Linked DNA regions of Rattus norvegicus: region 2 is linked to region 1. Evidence: chromatin contacts called from public Hi-C data. All regions are on one chromosome and are shown on one strand. The core of a region is the stretch at or near the end of the contact, and the rest is flanking DNA. Distances in the headings are between cores, read along the strand shown.

Region 1 (4,327 bases), core at 792-3,291:
AGATCTGAAAATCAAGAATATTGGGGAATATATGCTGGAATGTATTGAATATAAATGAAGATGGTAGGTACATGTGCACATGTGGAGTACACACATTGAAGACAAGGGAGTCAGCCACCTCACTGTGCCCAGTGTGCAGAGAGGTAGAGAACTAGGAGGAGGGGAAGAAGCAGAGACTGAACACGAAGACACCATCCTTAATCCAATCAAAGTGAGGCACTATGCAATGCTTCGCAATGAGAAGTGAAGATTCCTTAGAAACACTGCAGCCCTCCCCTCCCCCTCCTCTCCTGCAATGGCACAGAGACACTAGGTGGTGGTGGTGCCTTTATATCAGTCACAGGTACAGCAGATGACAGTCCTTTGTTCATCCTCGCTTGGTGCCTGGTTTGGTGGCCAAAGTTGCCTTATGCCTAGGACTCATAAAAATCAAATCAAAGCCAGACGGCACAGTGCAGGAGGAAGAACACAGAGACCTGCGGACCACCATGCCACCCACAGACCTGCCCTCCAGCTCCTGCCAAAGGCAGGCCGTAGACACTCACTTGCCACTGGGCCGTGCCACACAGCCTGCACGGAAGATGTCATCCAGGGCCCTGACAGCCATGTGGCCAAGCTTCAGTGGGAGCCACCACAATGTGAGAGTGTACAGTGGTCAGATGGGGACAAAAAGAAGCGGAGCGGCCTGACCACTATGAAAAGAAGTGACAGTGGAGACTCTAGAGAAGAGGAGCAGCCTGGCCACCCGGGGCCAAGGCGAGGTCCCAGCCTGAGCTACCGCCAAGCACCAGGATGTGAACCTCACAAAGAATCGATAAAAAGTGTAAAAATACCAAGATAACCCATATTCAAAAGTTATATTGTCACTTTGTTTTGGGTTGTGTTCCCAAATTTATACATTGAAGTTTTAACCCACTTTCTAGTGATTTTGAGTGGTGAACACTTTGGGAGATAACCTGGTTAGGGTCAGGTAGTCTGGGGACTCAGGATGGGATTAGTGATATATATATATATCACTATATAATATAATATATATTATATATTGTATTATATCCTATATTATAAATATAATATATAATATATTATCATTATATCACTATATAATATATATAATATTTTTATTTACATTTCAAATGTTATCCCCCTTCCCTTTCCCCTCCAGAATCCCCGTATCCCATCCTCCTCCCCCTGCTTCTATGAGGGAGCTCCCCCTCCCACAAACCCACTCCTGCCTCACTGCCCTGACATTCCCCTGTACTGGGAGATCATGCCTTCACAGGACCAAGGGCCTCTCCTCCTACTGATGCCATCCTCTGCTAGATATGCAGCTGGAGCCATGGGTCCCTCCACGTGCCCTCTTTACTTGGTAGTTTAGTCACTGGGAGCTCTTGAGGGTATGGTTGGTTGATGTTGTTGTTCTTCCTATGGGGTTGCAAATGCCTTCAGTTGAAGGGATTAGCGTTCTTTACAAAAGAGGAATTTTGTCCTCTCCTCTTGCCCTATGAAGAGACAGTGACAGAAAAAATGTTCCCATCAGAACCTACCCTTACAAGCATCTTTATCTTGAGGGCCTAGATGCTCAAACCATGTGGATATGTGTTTCATTATTTGACCCACCTTGCCCATGATGTCTGTACAGCAGTGTGAGGAGACTAATACAATTGGAAAGCAAAGAAATGATCTGCAAGGGGTGAAGGAGACCATGAATAAAACTTCCTGTGTCAATGAGCCTAAATACTTTGCAAAGTTCTAATTTTTACAGAGAACCAAAGTGGAGAATTTGCATGGGAAAGCAATCACTACGTATCTAGTAAGGCTCCCCCCCTGAGCTGTACCTGCAAAAGAACAGCATAGAAGCTCTGGCAGCTGGATTCCCTCCTCTCGCTTACTGTCTGTGAATGATGCCAAAGCAAAACGCACAGGGAGTAATCCTACAGGTTGTGGGATTAGTCATTTCTCCAAAGAGACTCCAGCTCCATCTGCTGCTATCTATTAGATCGCTCTGAGCTATAAAAACCCAACCGATGAGCAACATCAAATGGCTACCCAGCATCCCAGTTAGCTGTCGTCTGCTGCTCAGCACACCGAGCACGTGGGAAGGCTGTGTTCCACCAGCCAGGCAGAACTCCAGCGCTCCACTCCCCAGAGGTGCCTGCTGTGAGGGAAAGTAACATCACAATGGTTATTGCTACCAGGAAAGGGACTGCACAGTCGGGCAGCTCTTCCAGTGATGGGCTGTGTGATGGAATGGGCCAAATCACCAAAACAAAATCAGTTAACTCTAAATTATTTAAATTTCCTAACCAGGCAGCATGGCGAGGAGGCCATTATACTGCCTTTTATGCTGTAACTGTGCTTGGGGGAGTGGGGCAGTGTTCAGTGAGGCTGCAGCAGGGCATGAATTCATTAATATTCTAGACTGCTTCTTGGATACCTTTCCCAGAGCAGAGCACTTGGCAGTGTCTTCCGTGCTGTAAAGAAACCTGAAAAGGATCCCCTGGAATCTCAAATCAACCTAGCTTTGGTTTTTCATTCCATACCACTGAAGAAAAAATGACCTTCCTCTGACATTAATGAATCACACTGACTTCCAGACCCTTCCAGCCTGAGCCAAAGAATCAAAGAGATATTATCAAAGCTGTAGCCCAGATTCATTGGCCATAGTTCTGGGGTTTATGATAAGCCCCAAAGTTCCCCCAACCATAGGACTCTGTCCAGCATGTGCTGTCCTCGTACAGTCTCCATCAAACCTAAAGGAGGCCGAAGAGGCAGAGCCGGCTTCCATCTTCACAGCCTTGAACTCATAATTGTAGTCTTTTGCCCTTCCCTCTCCTGTTTCCCATCCCTTCAGCTCTGAGAATGCCTGGAAATGGAAAATGGCCTTTCTGAATTCTGCTAGTCTTAAAGCTATAGCAGAAAAGTTGGTACGGTATTTCAAATACCAGCATTGGTTTTGTTTAAAATGAAATTTGGGTCCATATCCCTGAAGAAAACTGACTCTTCACCGCCAACATCAGATGCATGCACGGAAGCCTCAAACAGTGTTTAAAGGGTTTTGATCAGAGAAACGACACTCTCCACAGTCGGCCATAGCTTTCTGTATTCTCTCTGCCCCTGTATTAATTGGGGGACAGAGCTAACAGTGTGGGTATATAATGAAATAGCATTCGCTTCTTCAACTGGCTTATATGACTTGCAGAAACATCTCATCATGCACTAGAAAGCCAGAGAATGCTAAAGCTACTTGATGTGAGAAGTTGAAGGTGCCAGAAAATGGGATGAATGATTCAGCTGCACTCTGAGGCTGGAGTCTGGCAGCATCCTGGAGGTGGTGTAGTGAAGTCTGTGCTGGAAAGCTGAAGTCACCAGCTTGAAGTCACCCCATAAGTCACAGCAGCAGTAACAGAGAGAGAAACACTCTCTAGAAGGATGCACACAGAGGCTGTCTTGCCTTTTCCACCTTTATTCCCTCCAGACACCTTACATAGTCAAGGGTGTTGTCCACAGGCAGAGTGGATATTTTACCCACTGTTACCACAGGAGCAATTGTACATCAATGAACTGGTAGAAGCAGGTCTGTAGCAGACCAAAATGTCAGGTAGAAATTCTTGTCTTTTCATCATATTGATCAACGAAGGAGTCTTTGTATTACAGCTGCCAGCATTGCCAGTCCTGACTAATGTGGACTGCCTTGCTAGCTTGGCACCCAGAGACAAGAATGAATACTTTAGCCATCTTAAAAGGATTTCGAAGTTCCAGAAGACAGTATCTTTCCACATTCATACCGTAATGATCTTTAGGAATAGACTGACAGACAGAAAACACAGACAAGTCCCCACAGTTGAACACAATAAGCATAAAGACTGTGAGTGCCAAGTGGTGAGTTAAACTATGGAGAAAATGTACAAATGAGCCAGGTGGTAGTGGCACACACCGTTAATCCAGGACGTGGGAGGTAGAGTCAGGAGGATCTCTGAGTTTGAGGCCAGCCTGATTTACAGAGCAAGTTCCAAAACTGCCAAGGCTACACAGAGAAACCCTGTCTCAAAAAAAGAAAATGGAAAAAAAAAAAACCTACAAAACACTTTCAAGAATAAGATCAGGAGTATTTACAGAGAAAGTAGTTGAAATTGGCTTTCATAAACAAATGCAAATTATGGGGAAACCAATGTAGATTGCTCTTATCCAGGAAATCTCAAGTACAGACGTGACTCCTTGAAGGCTAAATACATGGAAAATGGAATGATGCCTCTTTTTTCTACCAAATTCATGTGAAAATAGCCGCTAGTCCTAGAGAATGCAACTGTTTTGGAAGATGTGTCTTTTG
Region 2 (4,327 bases), core at 622-3,121, 100 kb before region 1:
TGTGGAATGACTGAGAAACACCTAAAGAAATGTTCAACATCTTTAGTCATAAGGGAAATGCAAGTCAAAACAACCCTGAGATTTCACCTCACACCAGTGAGAATGGCTAAGATCAAAAACTCAAGTGACAGCAAAAGCTGGAGAGGATGTGGAGGATGTTGGTGGGATTGCAGACTGGTACAACCATTCTGGAAATCAGTCTGGAGGTTCCTCAGAAGATTGGACATTGAACTACCTGAGGACCCAGCTATACCTCTCTTGGGCATATACCCAAAAGATGCCCCAACATATAATAAAGACACATGCTCCACTATGTTCATAGCAGCATTACTTATAATAGCCATAAGCTGGAAAGAACCCAGATGCTCTTCAACAGAGGAATGGATACAGAAAATGTGGTACATCCTCACAATGGAATATTACTCAGCTATCAAAAACAATGACTTTATGAAATTCATAGGCAGATGGATGGATCTGGAAAATATCATCCTGAGTGAGGTAACCCAATCACAGTGCACACATGGTATGTACTCATTGATAAGTGGATATTAGCCCAAATGCTTGAATTACCCTAGATGCACAGAACACATGAAACTCAAGAAGGATGACCAAAATGCGAATGCTTCACTCCTTCTTTAAAAGGGGAACAAGAATACCCTTCGGAGGGAATAGGGAGGCAAAGTTTAGAACAGAGGCAGAAGGAATACCCATTCAGAACCTGCCCCACATGCCGCTCATACATATACAGCCACCAAACTAGATAAAATGGATGAAGCAAAGAAGTGCAGGCTGACAGGAACCGAATGTAGATCTCTCCTGAGAGACACAGCTAGAATACAGCAAATACATAGGTGAATGCCATCATTAAACTACTGAACTGAGAACGAGACCCCCGTTGAATTAATTAGAGACATGACTGAAAGAGCTTGAAGGGGCTTGAGACCCCATATGAACAACAATGCCAACCAAGCAGAGCTTCCAGGGACTAACCCACTACCCCAAGACTATACATGGGCTCCAACCTCATAGATAGCAATGAATAGCCTAGTAAGAGTATCAGTGGAAGGGGAAGCCCTTGGTCCTGCCAAGACTGAACCCCCAGTGAACGTCATTGTTGGCGGAAGGGCGGTAATAGGGGGAGGATAGAGAGGGGAACGCCCATAGAGAAGGGGGGAGGGGTTAGGGGGATGTTGGCCCAGAAACCTGGAAGGGGAATAACAATCGAAATGTAAATAAGAAGTACTCTAGTTAATAAAGATTGAAAAAAAAATCTCAAATAACATTCCCTCACTAAATCAAAGGAGACAAGTGGAAATGACAATAGTCCTGTGTCCCAGAATCACTGTCAGAGAAGCTGGAGAAAATGATATCTCAGTAGTTGAGAGCTCTGCCGCCCTTTCAGAAGATCCAGGTTCAATTCCCAGCACACACAACGTGACTCGAGGCTGTCTGTAACTCCAGTTACCCAGGATCCGACACCCTCTTGTGGCTTCAACAGGTGCTGCCTGCAGGTCATACAAAACATGTAGGCAAACACTCATACACAAAAATTAATAAAGTCAATTTAGAGCTCCAGTGGCACAAGTAACCCATTGTGTGGTGTACTTAATATGGAAACCATCAGGACAGCTGCAGAAGAACATGGTGGGTAGAACGTTTTCTGATGGCCAGTGAGTTAGTCACTTCATCTCTGCTCAGAACAATCACAGTACATTTTGTTGTCTTCTCGATGGATAAAAGCTGAGTAACACAAAGAACTTTAAACCTTATGGTTTAAATGCCATGCTGGAGTGCGCTCACTGGGGAGCACAGGGCTACACCCTAGTCTTCACAAAATCTTTGTACTTGCTCCTGCCACTTCCCACACAGTCCAGTAGGTGGTAGCCTCGGCAGGGACAAATGTCTTCCTTCCCCCTTCAAGCAGACTCGTTTAAAAACCAGAAACTATGTGGCTCTGTGCAATGCCTTCCCTTCTCCACACAGGAAAAGGATTTCCAAGGTTGTTCCCTGCATGAGTATTAGGGTATAGACCATCTATCATGAGGAATCCAAACTAGTACTGTGTTTACATGTGATTGATCATGCAGTGTTCTGAACATTTTTCCTTGTCTTCTTTGTGATTTCCAGAAATTCCTCTGATTTTATATCTCTTCGCCCTGATTTCTCTGACGTGGCTTTGGGGAGGACTGCATATGGCCTACCGACACTTCTGGATGTTGGTTCTCTTTGTCATTTTCAATAGTCTGCAGGTAAGTCAAGCCTTAGAGGCAACAGACATTTAATGAATGCAAAGCACCAAGTGTCAACATTCAAAATTTAAGAGTCTACATATAGATGAGTTTGTGTACATCATGAGTGTACAAAGTCTTAGAATAGTGTGGTGGGAGTTAAATATTTAATACTCAAAATATGGCTGGAATGTACATATAGAAGAAAAATATTTACTTGCGTCTCTTCAGCAATATGGAGTAACTGCAAAAATGTGTTCTTTATAGATAGTTATACTCAGATGGCAACCATGGAGAAATGATCCACATATATGGGGCATAATGTATCTATACATTAGTTCAACTGAGCAGGGAAATTGATGGTTAAACAGTCTCCTCTTAATGTAAGACAATTTCAGTGACTAAAAAATTATTTTACCCCTTCTCAAGTTCAGTAATGGCAATTTTAAATTAATTTTGCAAATATGCTTAGGTAGTATAACTAAGGGATATACCTACAGCAAAATTTTAAGCAGACTTTTTAGTGCTTTTGTGAAATGGAAAGATGTTGCGTCCTGAAAATTATCAAATGAAACAAATGAAAACATTTTTCTTATTTTGCAAAGTGAAAAAAGAATCTCTTAGACTAAAATAATTCACTAAAATTACCAAGAATGCTTTTACATATAATTATTTTGTTCATCATCTTATAAAATGAATATGTGCATAGATACATACAATGAGAATTATAGCATGCAGCTGAAATATGATTCAGGGGTAGAACATTTATTTAACACACAGGAGGTCCATGGGTCACTAACTATTCTTAAAAACAGAATGAGAGTAAGGGGAGGCAAATTCTTTAATCAGAATACAGCCTATATGATGATATTTAATCTAAGTACATTATCTGTTTTGGAAGGAAAAAGCTACAAAGTGACCTAAAAGTTTGTAGTCTCAAGAATACATGGGCACCTCTGTGTACGCATAGTAGACGTTCACTGGCACTGTTAATACCTAGAGAAGGACCACCACACCCCTGTAGGACCAATGATTGAAATGAGTAAACCATCAGCTTTAAGATATGCCATAGTAGGTGACATTTATGCTGAGTATTGTGAGGGCTGAAGGACCATTTCCCTCTGCCTGAACCAGCATGTACTCTAAGTAGAAAGGTGGGGCATTAGGCCAACTTTGGATAACTACATTCTCACAGAACTAAGATCAAGGTCCACACTGATAGCCTGCTGTTGTATGACAAAATTTTCCTGGGGAGAAGAAACACACACCAGATAGGAAACCATGACAGACTAAAGGATGATGCCACCAAAGTCCAACTAGGTGAACCAATGAGTTTCATTGGGGTTACTTAAAGGCTATAGGTGAGGAGTTATTTACAAGAGCAGAAATGACTCAAAAGACCAACTCCAGCGTGGGTGACAGCTCACAATAGCCAGGAACCTGGAGCACACTGCATAGTCTACACGTAGCTCAACAGGTTCCAGACTGTTCTCTGCAGGTGCCTCAGCTGCTCTAAACCTCCTCTAAGCAGTTTAGTGGGTTTTTGTTTCTTCCAGGAAGCTGGTCTTGTCTGAGAGTCTTTTTAGCACCTGGGCTGTGTTTACCATGGCGGGGGAAGGGCCTAGTGAATCTGGTCAGTTTCAGGAACTTCCTGAATCTATTTTTTAGTCGTTTAGCTCTTGTTTAAGCAGCTCCCAGGCAAGATGGAATGTTTTGATCTCAGAAAAAAACTATTACACAAGACTTTCACATGTATTTTATTTGGCAGCTGCCCAGTGATACACAGGTGTGGTTCAGATCTTTAAATATTTGCGGCAGACCTTTAAAAACTGAAAAACATTGAAAACCTGAACTTCTGACGTACAAAGTACTGTGTGCACGGTAGTGTTTTTCAAGCCCCAAGAAGAAGCCTCTTGTATAGAGTAGGTGTCTTCACCTTATATATGGTGTGCTGTATTGCCCATAACTAAATCCTTAACACCCTTCATGCTCATTAGACAAATGAAGAATGTATGGCTGTCAACAGGCTACTTCAGACTGAGGAAGCAGGGTTAGCCAAGGCTGTAAACAAGGAGAGTGGTCAGTGTTGTCTAGATTAA

The links. Hi-C and Micro-C count contacts between places; a contact is called where the count stands out from the background.
Region 2: a Hi-C map of frontal cortex shows a contact between it and region 1, with 2.0 times the contacts expected there. The contact joins two enhancer-like sites. A contact is called at or near these places in 2 of 12 Hi-C or Micro-C datasets (the Rat2 cell line and frontal cortex).

What each region holds. Positions count from the first base shown.
Region 1 is chr2:13,028,260-13,032,586 of GRCr8, reverse strand. No RefSeq gene overlaps it. Among named protein-coding and RNA genes, the nearest start is that of Rnu1-149, 97 kb to the left of the region's middle. Within about 2 kb of position 2,041, at least 19 of the 93 cell types and tissues checked have an H3K27ac peak or open chromatin away from gene starts, as enhancers often do.
Region 2 is chr2:13,129,190-13,133,516 of GRCr8, reverse strand. Adgrv1 (adhesion G protein-coupled receptor V1) reads left to right here. Exons shown (of 91, transcript XM_039103389.2): 88 at 2,128-2,249. Among named protein-coding and RNA genes, the nearest start is that of Rnu1-149, 3.6 kb to the right of the region's middle. Within about 2 kb of position 1,871, at least 21 of the 93 cell types and tissues checked have an H3K27ac peak or open chromatin away from gene starts, as enhancers often do.